3 separate regions of the Mus musculus genome follow, and regions 2 and 3 are each linked to region 1. Evidence: chromatin contacts called from public HiChIP or PLAC-seq data. All regions are on one chromosome and are shown on one strand. Each heading gives the region's core, a stretch centred on a gene start, on an enhancer-like site or on the middle of the called end of the contact. The rest is flanking DNA. Distances are from core to core; before and after follow the strand shown.

Region 1 (2,992 bases), core at 281-2,780:
TATGCCTGCATGGATGCACTCTATGTATATCTTTTTTGTCTGCATGTGAGTCTATACACTCCTAAGCATACCTAGTCCCTAAGAAAGCCAGAGAGGGTTCCTGATCCCCTAGCACTGCAGTAATCGATGCCTATGAGCTGCCACATGGGGGAGAGTAGTGAACCCTGGTTTTCTAGAAGAGCAGCCAGTGTTCTTAAATGCTAAGGTGTCTCTTCAGTCCCAAGGGGTAAAATATTTTAAAAGTAAAATAAAATTAAACACACCACACATACACACACCCCAAGATTTAACACAAGCGTAATTCTAAAGCCTGACCTAGTGACACACACCTGTGATCCCAGCACTCAGGATGCTAAGGCTGATGTTAGAGTGTTTTGGGTCAACTTGGGCTACTTAGCAAGACCCTGGTTTTTAGTTTTTGTTTTGTTTAAAAATAATAAGTAAAATTTATTTATTTTTGCATGTTTGAGGGGGAGGGGGTTCACACCTACCATGGTACATGGAGGTCAAAAGACAGTTTGCATTAATCATTGTAGTCTTTCACCATTTGAGTCCTGGAGATGGAACTCAAGGGGTCTGGTTTGGCAGCAAGTGCCTTTATCTGGTAAGCCATTTCACCAGTCAGAACTAATTATGATTATGTACACCCACTACCACTACCACCACCACCACCACCACCACCACCACCACCACCCCACACAACCACCAGCCACCCCCTCTGCCAGTACAGAGGACTGGCGGAGGTGAAATGCGCGGGAGGCAAGCGCTCTTGAGCTCAAGTCCCCCAAGTCCCTGATGTTAAGAGGGGTGGGGGCAAGGGAATAGTAATATCCTCGCCAATGCTGTTTTGTTACTTTAGTTTTTCTAAAAGATTCCCTAAAGTTCCTTTATGAGCTTCGGTTTTGTGGCTGGCACTCCTTAAATTCTGAAGGCACAAGGACCACCCAGCTCCTGACATGTCCCTACCCCAAAAGAGTTAGGAAAACTCCCAACCCGCGTACTTGGGGGCAGCCTTTGCTGACTGAGATGAGAACCTGAGGAGAAGGGCCCGAAATGAAACATCTGGTGAAAATGATTCATTTTGATCACATTCTCTCCAACCTCTAGGCCCCTGGCAGGTATCCCGAGCCCCGCCCCTCCAGCTGTCCCTAAATCACCTTATGGGCCCTGGCTCTCATTTCCGTTTCACCAAAGTCTGATTCTTCACCTTTCAGGAACTGGCTGAATACAGACTGGTCCCACCACAGGGAATTCAGTCCGGCAGTAAGTTGGGGGACTGTAAACTAGTCGTACCTGCTGACCCACTAGGGTACATTCCAGGCAGAGGTGGAACCACGCTGTGTGCTCAGCGTAGATCCGGCGCGCAGCCAGTAGGTCGAGCTCGCCACCTATAGCTTCCTGGAAGTTGGCCCGGGCAGAGTCTGTCTGATATCCACTCAGGAAAAGAGAAAGCCCCGGAAACTTCCCAGGTCCCCAAGAAGGGTGCATCAGGCTTCTGGTGCGACCATCTGCTTTCTTTATCATTCTAATTAACTGCTTGGGGCACACTTGGTCAATTGTGAAGTTATGCAAATGACCGAGGTTGGTATTGTTATTACTAAGAGTCACTTGGTTGCAAAACTGTTTTGACTATTCTAGTATCAAAACCTATCCAGTCTGCAAGGAGAGGGGAGCCTCTCTGCTCTCCGCCCCATCTCACCCCATTTGAAAATCTTTTGGGGGAGGCCATCCTAGCAGTCCTAGTGTGCAGAGAGGGAACTCAAATTAGCTAAGGCGGAGATTTTTCCCTGTGTCTTGTTTTAAGCCGAACCTTCCGGAAATCACTTGCTTCTAGGCTGCTCAGTTTGTCTAGCCTGGAAGAGGGAAAGAGAGCACCAAACCTGGAGCTAATATAGGTAAAAAGCCCTCAGTGTCCTAAGAAAACAAAGCCTGGGAGGTAGGCGCATCACCAGTAGGAATGATGGAAGGGAGGGAGGTAGAAAAGGAAGAGGATGGGGAGGGGAGGAGGAATAGGAGGATGGGGAGGGGAGGAGCAGCAGCCGCGCCGCCGCCGCAGTAGAAGCAAAAGCATTATGAATCGTTAACTTGAATTTTGCAATAAGCAACTTTTTTTTTTCAGTGTTGTTGACTCTGGGACTTCGTGTGTGCTAAGTGCTAAACATGAGCTCTGTCGTTGATTGTACCCTAACCCCAACAATTAAATTGTTTTAGCATAAATATATATCACAAGTGGATAAAAATGTATTATTCAAAATTAAAATTTACATAACTCTAAAAAAGACTTTAATGTCTTGAACGTTTTTGTTAATGTTTATTTTGCGTGGTGCTGGGGCAAATGTGGGTTTTTACGTGTGCTAGTCAGATGCTTTCGTCTAGGAACACCCTCACTCCACTCTAGCAATCCGTGTGTTTGTGGGGGAAGGGAGACAGAATATCACCTTGTCCTGGTCTCCGACCCTTGCCTGGAACTCACTACATAGATCAGGCTGGCCTGCAACACAAGAGATCTGCCTGCCACTGCCTCCAGAATGCTGGGCTGGGATCAAAGGCGTATGCCACCGGGATTGGCTACAATGACTGCTTTTCGTATTTGGGCATACACAAGGATTTGCCCGAGTGTGGGAGCATGAGTGGAAGCCACAGGTCAAGTTCTCAGCGTCGTCATTTATTGTCTTCTACCTTATTTTCTTAAAACAGAGTCTCTCGTTGTACCTGGTGCTAGAGATTAGAACTCAAGTTCTTACGCTTGCTACTCAGTCCTACAACGGGTGTTCTTGCTGCCACGTGAACATCTTCTGAGACTAGAAGCTCTGGAAAAGACAAGGTGGCAGAAAAAACCTGGGTAGGAGGAAAGGGATCAAAGGCCCAGGGCTTGCCTTCCAGCTCCCCAGGATCTGTGCTCACCAGACTAACGGACACACACACACACACACACACACAGGATCAGGATATGGAAGGGGACCAAGATGGTAAGTCTAGCAGGACATCAGGA
Region 2 (2,992 bases), core at 184-2,683, 83 kb after region 1:
TTGACCCTAATAATTCATGTTTGTTCACTTTTCATATGTTCTCATCTTTGTAGAGACAGGTCAGAGACTATACACTATTATGCTTACTCTTAGTTTTTGTGGGTTCATGCCTCTACCCCTGTCCCAAATTAGTTGATCATTTCTCAGAACATGGTCTAACTCTATAGCCTGGACTGCAAGAGAAGATCCTATTTAAAACAACAGCAGCAATAACCACAGCCATTAGAGTGTCATGTCTGTAGCCTTAGCAAAGAGACTAGAGGGTAAGGCCAACCAGTCTACATAAAAGTTTCAAATCTACTAAGAAGAGATCATGTCTAAAAAAATTGAAAAATCAACCAAATAAAACTGCTTGCTTGAATTTCAATTGCCTGTGGCTATGGCTACTATAATTTTCTATCTACTACAACCTTAGAGAAACAATTTCCACTTGTACTTTTCCATCTTATTTTCTCTTAACATAGTTAGTGTGGTTCATGTAGATTTATAGATTTATCTTTACTGCTTATGTTGAGGACAGTTTTGGCTCCTTTTTTTTTTTTTTAACCTAATTGCCTTAATTTGGATAGCTTTTCCATTCTGTAGAAATGCGAACTTGTCATTGTTGGCTGTTAAACATATTCTTAGTTTTCCTGCTTTCCTCTTTGGCAAAAACCCTAATATATTCTGAGTATGTTTCTCAGTGGTAGAATACTTGCCTAGCATATGCAGAGTTCAAAGTACAGTCTATAACTCTGCAAAGACAACTCCTCTCCCAACATATATAACATATATGTGCTGTAGAAATTTAGAATTAAATAAGATTTCCCCTTACCTTTCAAACAGGTATCTCCTCTTGTGTTTCCTATTTTAATACATTTGTGTCATTTTAGGAACTAAGATGAGACATATATGTTCAAATGTAATAAACAACATATATACACATAATAGTAGATAAATGTATCTATGTTCACAGTATTATACAACCACTAACCTTTTCTAGTTTCAAAACCATTTCACCACTTCGTCAAGTGTCTTATATACCCACTAAATATTCACACCTACTTTAGATATCAGCATCTTGATAGTGTAGGCAAGAGCTGGTCTCTACTTATTTGCTTTGCTGTGGCCTCTTGGGTGTTAGTATTATTGTAAGTATGCATCAACATGCTTAATACAGCTTTTAAAGTATGACTGTTTTCTTTTTAACTATGTATACATTTGTGTGTCTGTATATGGGTTTGTGCACTTGAGGCTAGAAGATGGCATTGACTTCTTTAGAGCTGGAGTTACACCTGATGTGGGTGTTGGGAATCAAACTCAAGTCCTCTGCAACTGCTATATCATCTTTTAAAAAAAGATTTATTTATTTTATGTATATGAGTAAAATGTAGCTGTCTTCAGTCACCAGAAGAGGGCATCAGATCCCATTATAAATAGTTGTGAACCACCATGTAGTTGCTGGGGATTGAAATCAGGATCTCTGGAAGAGCAGTCAGTGCTTTTAACTGATGAGCCAGCTCCCTGCTATACTGTCTTTTATGTACTGAGCCATCTATCCAACTTCTAAGACTGTTTTTTGAACATTTAAATCTCCCAAGCTCACCCTATTTTTTTTTGAAAATGTATTAAGAACAAACGCTCTCCAATTCTTCTACGGGTTATCATTGTCCCGTGTATGAAGTTGAAACTTAATATGGCTAACAAAGAAAGGGTCTTTACTTTCTAGCTTTTGCCATTTTGTCTTGTTTCATTTGTGTCTCTTTGTTCAGTCATAGGTCCAGTTCTTCATTATCTACAATAATAGTCTCTAAGTCTTTCTTCCCCATTTCCCTTCCTCCCTCCAAGGCAGGGTCTCATTATTAGTCATGGTCATTTTGCAACTCAACTCACCTCTGCTTCCCATGTTCTGGGATAAAATGTGTGTGCCCTGCTGTGCTTCCCTCCCCCCACCCACTTCTTTTAAACTTATGAGACTAGACATCACAAGATAGACTTGGCTGGCCTCAGAGTTGTGGTGTTCTTCCTGCCTTTTTTAGTTATTAAAGATTGTTCTATGCCTTCTTTTGTACTTCTTTTCCTCCCATTCCTTGTACTAGTTTTAGATTACCTATTACACATTGTCCTTACGTATTTTTCTGAAACAGTCAAATGCTAAGTAATACAGTACAGGCTGCAACTATAATGAATAGAATTTTTAGTAGAAATCAAGATTATTTAGTAAATTATTTAAAAAAGGTCTCAGAGATGGGAGGGTAGTACTTGAGCTAGATCTCAAAAATCATTCATGAAAACATGATAATGGTCTTAAAACTACTGAGCTTACTTACTTATCAAAATTTAGCTAGACTTCTGCTGGAAAATGCAACAATGAGATAATTGGGATGGCTCAGTTAAGTGCTCTAGGTAGACGCTTGAGACCTAAGTTTAGAGCCCTACACTCATATAAAAACTTGGTACAGAAACACATATTTATAGCCCCAGTATTGGAGGGGACAGGTTTATACTAGTGGCCCACTACTAGAAAGTGTAACTGAATCGGTTGGAAATGAGATAACTAATGTAGAAACCTATTACCCATAATTCTTACACCTTCATCACACCAAATTCCCATCAACACTAAAGTGTATATGTGTATTCTTTTCTAGTAGCCAGTCACACAGTTTGGAATCAGTGAAAGGCATGTGTATAAGCATAGTAAGATTAAAATACAAATCATATCTTAATGGTATCTTAAAAATCTACTTAAAAGAAAAACAAGCCTGATATTTTAAGATATAGTACTGATTTTTGTTTGCTTTGCCTATTAGATTTATAAAATCTTGTGTTCAAAATCCAAGAAAAGAAGTTCTTTGTGTTAAAAATACAATTTCTTTATTTTTACATTTTTGGTCTTTTTGTGGGCATGTTGTGGTATATATTAATTACTTTATTGTTACTTTGACAAAATAACTGATCAAAACAGCTTCAGGAAGAAGTGTTCATTTTAGTTTACGGTTGGTCAACTATGTAG
Region 3 (2,992 bases), core at 350-2,849, 66 kb after region 1:
TGCCTAGACTTCTCACTGGCCTCAGCTCCCAGTTGTTAGAATTATGGAGGCATCTGTTCTCTAAGCAATTTAAGACATTTTAAAATTCCTTTATTCCGTTTTTTAGCCTTTTTATTGTCTAACATTTAATTGAATGCTCAGTACTTAATTTTAATTCATGATCAGTTGAAAGTACTTAGATTATGGGCCTTAAAAAATGTTGGAAGTTTTGCCATGTTGTATCCCTGGCTGGCCTTGAACTCTGGATCTATTTGCTTCCTTCTAGAGATCTGGCATAAGAGGTGTTGGCAACCATGTCTGGCTAGATTTTGATCACTAGAAAAAGTGACTCTGTCTTTTGGCTCTCAATGTTGTTTCATTTTTAATTTAATGAGTTCTAAAAGTGTTTATATCTGCCTGATACACTTTTGTCTAACCTTTTACTTTTAACTTCTCAAAGTCACCTTTTTAGGTTTGTCTCATGTAGACTCCGTATATAGTTGGATCAAGGTTAGTTATTTTTGGACCCAGTTTAAGATGCTTTTACTTGTTCACATAATGTGAATTTGGTTTTACTTCTGTAATAATATTAGTCGTTTTTTGTTGTTGTTGCCTGTGTTTCTGCTTGATTTTCATCATCTTTTTGTTTTGTTTTGTTTTGTTTTGTTTTTTGAGACAGGGTTTCTCTGTATAGTCTTGGCTGTCCTGGAACTCACTCTGTAGACCAGGCTGGCCTCGAACTCAGAAATCCGCCTGTCTCTGCCTCCCAAGTGCTGGGATTAAAGGTGTGCGCTACCACCGCCCGACTTCATCATCTTTTTTTTTTTTTTTTTACAATAGATTTTTTTTATACTAGTTTAACTCTTTTTTTTTTTTTTTTTTAAGATTTATTTATTTATTATATGTAAGTTCACTGTAGCTGTCTTCAGACACTCCAGAAGAGGGCATCAGATCTTGTTACAGATGGTTGCGAGCCACCATGTGGTTGCTGGGATTTGAACTCCGGACCTTCGGAAGAGCAGTCGGGTGCTCTTACCCACTGAGCCATCTCACCAGCCCCTCATCATCTTTTAAAATTACTTTTTAATTTGCTCTCATCATTCTTCTCATCTTACAAAAATACTTTATTTCATTTTGTTTAGGATACCATCAATTTAAAATGTTTTATTATCTTGTAATAAAGCCAACATGTAATAAACTGCTAACATGGATAAATGTTGTCAAACCATGACATCATCAGTTGTAATATGGATGCTGATTTCAGATAAGCTAAATTGTGAAATTGAGTGCATTTTAGAACTTTTGAACATTAACGAACCTTTGTAGTTTGTAGTTGACCTGTGGTTGTTACTGTAAAGCTAAAGCCTTAATACACTTTAGTCTATTTATCAAGTATCTGTTCTGAGAACAGCTGCTTTTGAAGGCAATAGTTTCAGCATTCTTTTTTTTTTTTTTTTTTGGTTTTTTTGAGACAGGGTTTTTCTCTGTAGCCTTGGCTGTCCTGGAACTCACTCTGTAGACCAGGCTGGCCTCAGAAATCCCCCTGCCTTTGCCTCCCCAGTGCTGGGATTAAAGGGCGTGCACCACCACGTCCGGCTTAGTCTCAGCATTCTTATGTTTAAAAACACTATTCATGGCTTTCAAAGTGAAAGGATGCTTTGTCTGGTTACAGAATTTCGAGCTACATTCCCTTTCCTTTAAAACCCAGCAGCCTGTTCCCCTATCTTTTGGTGTATAGGGTTGCTAGAGAGAAGTCTGGGGCCAGCCTGACTTTTTTCCCTGTGTAGGTGACCTACTTCTGCCTGAGTATTGGCAGATTTCTTTCTTTATCCTTGAAGTTCAGTAACTTCATCAGAATGTATCTCGCTCTTGGTGTGATTCTCTATTACATTTTCCTGTTAATGGTAAGCCATCTCAATCTGTGGGCTCAGGAAAGTTTCTTAGATATCTTTTAATATGCTTTAATTTTGGGATTTCTTTCTTAAGCATTAGTTATATAATTGCTCATCTACATTTCTGGTTCTATTTCATTATTTACTAAATGCTTCCTTTGTTATGTTCTGATGTATGTTATTTTCTTGATAATCTTTCCTAAGTTTATTCTCTTCAGCATCAGGTCTGCTATTTTAATGTGGGGTTGTTTTGTTTGTTTCATTTTGCCAGTGGCTTCACTACTTCATTCAGTTTTATTATGTATGTCTGTGAGCAGACTTTTCAATTTACCTTCTATCTACAAATGCTTTTACTACTTGTAATGGCAAAAGGTGAAACTGTTTTGTTTTTGAGAAGATGGGTTCAAAACAGTTGCAGAGTAGCCATGTCAAAATCTGTTGTTCTCTGGAACACAAAGACAAATGATTTTGATCAAGTCTTTGTGTCAGATACTGTGTTTTGTTAATGACTTGAGATTTGGTAAACCCTTAATTATAATTCTTTCTGAAGATGTATAAACCGCTTGCACATAGTAGAATTCTGATTGTTATGTATGTTTCTGTGTATCAAGAAAGGATGGTTAATTACTTTTTACTTATGATGATTAATTACTTTTTATTTATGATTAATTTCTTTTTTACTTATAGTCATTGAAAGTCATTAAAGGTTATTTTTTATATCATAAATTACCATGCAGAGCAGATGAAATTCTTTGAAGTTATGACTGATGTATTCTCTGTCATTCATGTGTACCACAATGAAAAATTCTTTTGTAAGAATTTCTCCAGAGTACCAATTTCTTCTTTGTGTTTATTGGAGGGGGTGAGGGAGACTGAAGATGGTAGACAATGTGCTCCTGATCTTTATTCAGACTTGAATGCATTGGGTCTGTGACTAGTTGTTGTTAATGTGTGAGATTATTACTCTGACTTGGAATAAAAAAGGCCATTTCACTTGTTAGTGGAGCAGGTCCTCCCAGAACAGGTTTGTGTTAATTTTCTCTGTTTCTGTCTTCTTCCCTCTGAGGTGCAGATATACTTCTCAGAATTTCTTAAGGATTCTAAACTTTTTTACTTAGTTA

What was found. HiChIP or PLAC-seq counts read pairs in DNA pulled down with a chosen protein or histone mark.
Region 2: an H3K4me3 HiChIP or PLAC-seq map of bone marrow-derived macrophages shows a contact between it and region 1, with 3 times the contacts expected there. The contact joins two enhancer-like sites. A contact is called at or near these places in 12 of 39 promoter capture datasets (the 3T3-L1 cell line, 3T3-L1-derived adipocytes, the C10 cell line and 8 more), 3 of 15 datasets of contacts at CTCF or cohesin (CD8 T cells, the G1E-ER4 cell line and large pre-B cells), 24 of 484 Hi-C or Micro-C datasets (the AtT-20 cell line, B cells, the C10 cell line and 16 more) and 5 of 115 datasets of contacts at active chromatin or transcription factors (bone marrow-derived macrophages, embryonic stem cells and stem cell-derived neural progenitor cells).
Region 3: a contact with region 1 is called in an H3K27ac HiChIP or PLAC-seq map of embryonic stem cells, with 9 read pairs. The contact joins two enhancer-like sites. A contact is called at or near these places in 12 of 39 promoter capture datasets (the 3T3-L1 cell line, 3T3-L1-derived adipocytes, the C10 cell line and 8 more), 5 of 15 datasets of contacts at CTCF or cohesin (the G1E-ER4 cell line, embryonic stem cells, large pre-B cells and 1 more), 45 of 484 Hi-C or Micro-C datasets (B cells, CD4 T cells, the G1E-ER4 cell line and 15 more), 10 of 115 datasets of contacts at active chromatin or transcription factors (bone marrow-derived macrophages, embryonic stem cells, memory CD8 T cells and 1 more) and 1 of 9 other capture datasets (embryonic stem cells).

Annotation. Positions count from the first base shown.
Region 1 is chr11:72,575,186-72,578,177 of GRCm38.p6, forward strand. All of the region lies in intron 2 of Gm51906 (a long non-coding RNA gene), which reads right to left. Among named protein-coding and RNA genes, the nearest start is that of Spns3, 26 kb to the left of the region's middle. Within about 2 kb of position 1,531, at least 85 of the 459 cell types and tissues checked have an H3K27ac peak or open chromatin away from gene starts, as enhancers often do. A contact at or near this core is called in bone marrow-derived macrophages, embryonic stem cells, liver and 1 more, where this site is marked.
Region 2 is chr11:72,658,713-72,661,704 of GRCm38.p6, forward strand. All of the region lies in intron 1 of Ube2g1 (ubiquitin-conjugating enzyme E2G 1), which reads left to right. Among named protein-coding and RNA genes, the nearest start is that of Ankfy1, 30 kb to the right of the region's middle. Within about 2 kb of position 1,434, at least 2 of the 459 cell types and tissues checked have an H3K27ac peak or open chromatin away from gene starts, as enhancers often do. A contact at or near this core is called in bone marrow-derived macrophages, where this site is marked.
Region 3 is chr11:72,641,377-72,644,368 of GRCm38.p6, forward strand. The region is part of intron 1 of Ube2g1 (ubiquitin-conjugating enzyme E2G 1); the gene reads left to right. Among named protein-coding and RNA genes, the nearest start is that of Gm24143, 27 kb to the left of the region's middle. Within about 2 kb of position 1,600, at least 10 of the 459 cell types and tissues checked have an H3K27ac peak or open chromatin away from gene starts, as enhancers often do. A contact at or near this core is called in embryonic stem cells, liver and stem cell-derived epiblast-like cells, where this site is marked.